Regions from separate parts of the Mus musculus genome. Here region 2 is linked to region 1. The links are chromatin contacts, called in public HiChIP or PLAC-seq maps. All regions are on one chromosome and are shown on one strand. Each heading gives the region's core, a stretch centred on a gene start, on an enhancer-like site or on the middle of the called end of the contact. The rest is flanking DNA. Distances are from core to core; before and after follow the strand shown.

Region 1 (2,625 bases), core at 67-2,566:
GAGCGGATATGAATAAGGGGAACTGGGGGCAACCAGTGGAAGGAAGACTTGTTGGTGTTTGCTGGGTTTGAGTTTGGAGAGGTGAAGCCGTGAGTGTGAGTGGCCTCCAAAGCCAGGGAAGACGCTGGAAAGCGTCCTCCAGTAAAGGTCACGGTCCTCCTGGCAGCGTGATCTTAGCCCTGCGAGGCCGTGTTAGTTATTGTGTTTGTCTGTGTGACTCCAAGTCAAGGGAGGAGGCTTTATTTCGGCTTGTGATTTCCTGGGGCACAGACCATCGTGTCGGGGAAGGAAGGCATCACGGCAGAAACAGCCCTCAGCTGTGGTTCAGCGAGCTTGCTCACATCTAGCTGCATCAAGGTAGGTCAGGAAGTAGAGAGGGACTAGGAAGTGGCTTGGGTTATAAAGCTCAAGACCCGCCCCTCAGTGATCCACTTCCTCCAGCTAAACTCCACTTCCTGAAGGCTTCACAACCTCTTAAAGCAGTGCCGGTGGACAAAATGTTCAAACACGAGTCTATGGATATTTCCCATTCAAATCGTAACAGACTCACTTCAGATTTGGACCTCCAGAACACACGCTCCCCCCTCCCCCTCCCCCTCCCCCTCCCCCTTCCCGCCTGCCTCTCCCCTCCCCCGCCCCTTCCGTGTGTGTGTGTGTGTGTGTGTGTGTGTGTGTGTGTGTGTGTGTGTGAGAGAGAGAGAGAGAGAGAGAGAGAGAGAGACAGTAGCAAGATGGAGCTAATCCAGTGGCCTAAAACACTGCATTGTTAGAAGATATAAAAAGAAGGTTGAGGCTGGGATTAGCTCAGTCAGTAGAGTTCTTGCCTCCCATGGTGCAAAGCCAGGGCGGGTTCAATCCTCAGCATGGTGTGAACCAGGCCTGGTGGTTCTCTCCTGTGATCCCAGTAGTACTCAGAGGTGGAGGCAGGAGGATGAGAAGTTCAAGTACACCATGAGTTTGAGGTCCGTCTGGGATACACTGGACCCTGTTGAGTGAGTGAGGGGCGGCTGCAGGTGTCATTTTATATCATCCTGCAGTGTGAGTCTTGCTTCCATCAAATGCAGTTAAGGAGTCAGAGCCGCCCTCCCTTTCCCTCTATAGTGACAACAAGGAGAAAAATGATGGAGACAGATGTCCCAGGACTGTCAGATGATTCAGAAAGCACTTGCAGGCAAACGACAGCACCACAGACTTGAATTAATGAAGATGTCGAAACCAGCCACAGGAGTGGAGTCTCAGCCGGTGAGTGTTCACAGTACAACGTCCCAGATGAATTGTTCTCAGACTCGAGATTGAACGAGTAAACAAAATTTCAGGGGAAATGTGTTATTCTCGCCTGCTTAGTCACCCTGCGCCGTTCTGGGCCAAGAGCCTAGGTGTTCCGTTATTCTGGCTCATGGGTAAGCAGCAGTCTTTAAGTTTGAGTGCCAACTTGTACTTAATTGAGTTTGTAATTCAATTACCCTCAGCTCCTAAGTGGACACAGACAAAGATGGGTGTTCTTGCTAGTGGCTGGGGACGGGGGGGGGGGGGGGGACAGGGAGCTGAAACAGAAATCAGGGAATGTTGTCTGGGTTGCTGCTTGTAATTGGTGTTTGCAAGTCTAAAAATAGAACTCTTTTGCAATCTTGGAGCAGAGATGACTGCCTTTCTTCCCCAAACCAAATTACGAATCATTAGAGATTTCAGAAAATGGAGCTGGGGAGATGGCTCAGGGTTCAGGAGCAAGTGCTGCTCCTAGAAGATAGGGGTCCATTCCTAGTTCTGTGTATCACAGGTAGACATTGAGGGCTCCCAACCATCCATGACTCCAGTTCCAGGGGATCCTCTTCTGACGTCCATGGGCACTGCACACACGCGGTACACAAACATACATACAGACAAATCACCTATAGAGCTAACATAAAAATAAATTAAAAACAAAACAAAACAAAAAAACCAAACCTCTTCAGTGTTAGAACTTGGCTTTGTGAGTGTGTGAAGAAAATGAGAAACGAGAAGGTCAACTCTGGGAGATGCGCTTTGGATCCGAATCCAGATTCGCGAGCCTATGTCCGTGGTTCTGTGTGGAAACTGTTGAAAATTTAGTCGTATATAGACAGTGGTACCCATTTCAAGCATGCATACCTTTAAAACTGGAAATCTGGGTTAAAATGTTTACAATGATTCTGTTTAAGGTTGTGTAAGAAGAGCTGATGAAGTTGGCCCTCACTCCCTTTATTCTTTGTGTGGATTTATGTCCCTGTGTGCGTACATCAGGGACAGATGCTGAGTGACCTCACTAAGCTGTTTCGTGTCTCGGCGCAGGCTGATGTTGAGTGCCCCCGGAAGCTGCTCTTCACCCTGTTTGAGATACAGTCTCTCACCGAACCCTGAGCTGGCTGACTGTCTCAAGCAATAGAATTGGACATATTAATGGGAAAATGGGTAAGGTGATAGATATTATGGTAACTAATAGATTATGAAGAAGAATCAACTGAAGAGGGGAGGGGATGAGGGTGTCCTTGCGTACCCTAAGAGCTCATTACTTACCCTATGGAGAGACTCTACCAGGTACTATATGGGAGAGGCAGGTAGCTGGTTGGTCCCCAGGGTTCTGCTTCAAGGCTGTGCACTCTTCAAAGA
Region 2 (2,625 bases), core at 43-2,542, 260 kb after region 1:
CTACCATGGTAGATGGGAGCTACAAAAGATGAAACAGGCTCACTACTTCCTCGTTAGCATGATGCAATACTGACAAAGCGGCTTAAGGAAGAGTGCATTTGGCTCCCAGTCAGAAGGGCTACAGTCTGCCACAGAAGAGAAGCACTGAGGCAGGAGAGCCCCTGGCCACTCTGCGTCCACCACTGGGAAGCCCGCAAATGAGTGCCAGCAACACAGCAATCCTTTTCCCCTTTGGGGAAAGCACCTCCTATACCAGGGGCAGATTTTCAGTCTTCAGTTACACCTCTCTAGAAATGCCGTGGGCACCCCCAAGTGTGTCTCCTGGGTGATTACAATCCAACCACATTGACAATGAAGACAGACTATCACACAACTTCTTGGCCCCTTGACTTGAGGTCCAGTGAAGATTAACCACCACACCCTGGTCCTGAACTCCCGGAATTCACAGGAACAAGGCAGCAAGGGATATGACTCGGGTGAATGACACAAAGGGTGCGTGCTGGAACAGAGAGCAAAGCGGGCTTGTTCTGCTAAGGGAGCAAGGAGGTCAGAGAAGGGCGCACAAGCTATCCCAACTGATCCTTGGAGAATTTCAGCTTCATAAACTGACTCCCTAAGATCCTTGAAATCCGTTAAGTGTTAGTTCTGCTCCAAGCTATTTCTCATAAGATGCCATGAGCAGCCAGGCGTTGTGACACATGCTTGTGACTCTAGCACCTGGGTAGCCAAGGTAGGAAATCTCTGCAAAGTTTAAGTCAGCCTGGTGGTCCACACAGTGAGCTCCAGGTCAGCCAGAAGTGTAGAATAAAACTCTCTAAATAAATAAATAAAATTTCCCCTTTGAAAGTTAAGCCTTAGATGGCCAGAGTGGTTTCTCATAAATCCTAGCGTTTGGCAGACTGAGGTTGAAGGACTGCCATAAGTTTGAGGCCAGCCTGGACTCTACAGTGAATTCCAGCCAGCCTGGGCTAGAATAAAAAGCTTGTCTAAAAAGAGTTTTTTGAGAACGATAGTCCAGAAGCAGAAACAAGGCTTCCCTTAGAGGCACGCACATTCTCATGTGGTTGGGTGGCTTGGCACGCTTGCAAAGGGCTCTAAGAAGGACCACAAGTGCTGAACACAGTTCCTGGGAGCAAAAACTGCCTTGGGGAGCTTCAAGAGCTCTTATCTGAGAACAATATGTGCTCTGGCCAAAACAGGAGGCTTCTCCCATCTTCCTATTCCTCTGCCTCCTCTATAGGCAGCCAATCAGATCAAATCTTATTGCCACTTAGCCACACTGGGATCATAGAGCATGCCGCTCACAAGAGTCCAGCCCAGAGTCAAGATGCCTGTGACAAAGGCTTAAAACTTACAAAGCCAGCTTGAAGGAGGTGTAGTGACACAATGACAAAGTCAAAATGTTTCACTTGTTTTTTTAAAGTTTACTTTAAGAGTCCCTGTAAACGTTCTGATATATTTTAAGGGGCAGAGGTATACACAGACCACAGGGCTAATCAACGGAGTAGCCTTTCCAGTGAACCAAGAAGCCAGGGAGGAGGGAGACTGAAAAGTACTGGCTGATCTCATTAGCCCTGCTTAGGAAGCTGTGTAAGTGTGACTTCAGCCCTGGATCACACAGCTATATTTAGTTTATACCTAATATGGATGAAGTCCTGACCGAAGCCATTTCCTCTCTCCACAAAAAGAAACTTCCTTGCTTTTCTTCTATCAACAATGCAAAGGGTGGGCTCCTCTGAAGGGGGAGTTTTAAAAAAGTAAAGAAAGGAAAGAGAGAAGGCTGGAAAAAAACATTGACAAATTAGGATGTGGCTTATTAAAAACTCTGCCCACTTTGACATTGCTAAACTTGAAAACAATTCTGATATCAAAATACGTGATGTTACAAGTAGGCCTCCTGCTTTAAGCTGCTAAAGAGGCTCTTTAAAGTATTTTACAAGAGACTAATTAGCCAAGCCTCCAAAACACAAAGAGGCAAAGCAATGGAAACCCCGGAACTCCCTTCTATTTTCTCAAGCAATCTACTGTGCATGGGTGTCAGTCCATAATCGAGCACCGTTTGCCATGGATGAGGTTCAAGAATTGACCCCTAGATAGAAAGAAAGAGGTAGGGAGAAGGAAAGGAAAGAAACCGACATTAATTCTCAAAGACCTTGGTGCAGATCCCAGCCCTGCTACTTACTGGCTCTCTCTGACCCTCACTTATGACACAGAACTGACATGCCTAATTCAGAGTTTATGTGAGGATTAACTTAGCTAACACGTATAAAAGGCTGTGTACTGTGCCTGGCCCATAATCAGCACCCACAACTGGCTATTATCCTAGCTTTAATATCTTGGCTTTTATCAGTTTACTGTGTCCTGCGTGGGAGTAAATTAAGCACTTTCAAAAAGTTTATAACATTATAATAAGATGAAAGATAAAGTCACTTTATGATCCTTGAGTCACCCGCTAATCACAGACATACTCAAGTTTTAAAGCTTTATTACCGTCCCACTGTGACACAAGGAGGATGCTAGACACTTAGAATCTAGAAAGAAATGCACAAGGAGACTAGCCCCTTAAAATGACTAGTCAGTCATGATAACACACGCCCTTAATCCCAGTACTCGGGAGGCAGAAGC

The links. HiChIP or PLAC-seq counts read pairs in DNA pulled down with a chosen protein or histone mark.
Region 2: a contact with region 1 is called in an H3K4me3 HiChIP or PLAC-seq map of bone marrow-derived macrophages, with 4 times the contacts expected there. The contact joins two enhancer-like sites. A contact is called at or near these places in 1 of 39 promoter capture datasets (the 3T3-L1 cell line), 6 of 115 datasets of contacts at active chromatin or transcription factors (the NIH/3T3 cell line, bone marrow-derived macrophages, embryonic stem cells and 2 more) and 1 of 9 other capture datasets (embryonic stem cells).

What each region holds. Positions count from the first base shown.
Region 1 is chr4:134,997,840-135,000,464 of GRCm38.p6, forward strand. No RefSeq gene overlaps it. Among named protein-coding and RNA genes, the nearest start is that of Gm42327, 52 kb to the right of the region's middle. Within about 2 kb of position 1,317, at least 70 of the 459 cell types and tissues checked have an H3K27ac peak or open chromatin away from gene starts, as enhancers often do. A contact at or near this core is called in bone marrow-derived macrophages, where this site is marked.
Region 2 is chr4:135,253,364-135,255,988 of GRCm38.p6, forward strand. The region is part of intron 1 of Clic4 (chloride intracellular channel 4 (mitochondrial)); the gene reads right to left. Among named protein-coding and RNA genes, the nearest start is that of Clic4, 18 kb to the right of the region's middle. RefSeq lists an enhancer at 104-2,625. Within about 2 kb of position 1,293, at least 105 of the 459 cell types and tissues checked have an H3K27ac peak or open chromatin away from gene starts, as enhancers often do. A contact at or near this core is called in bone marrow-derived macrophages, where this site is marked.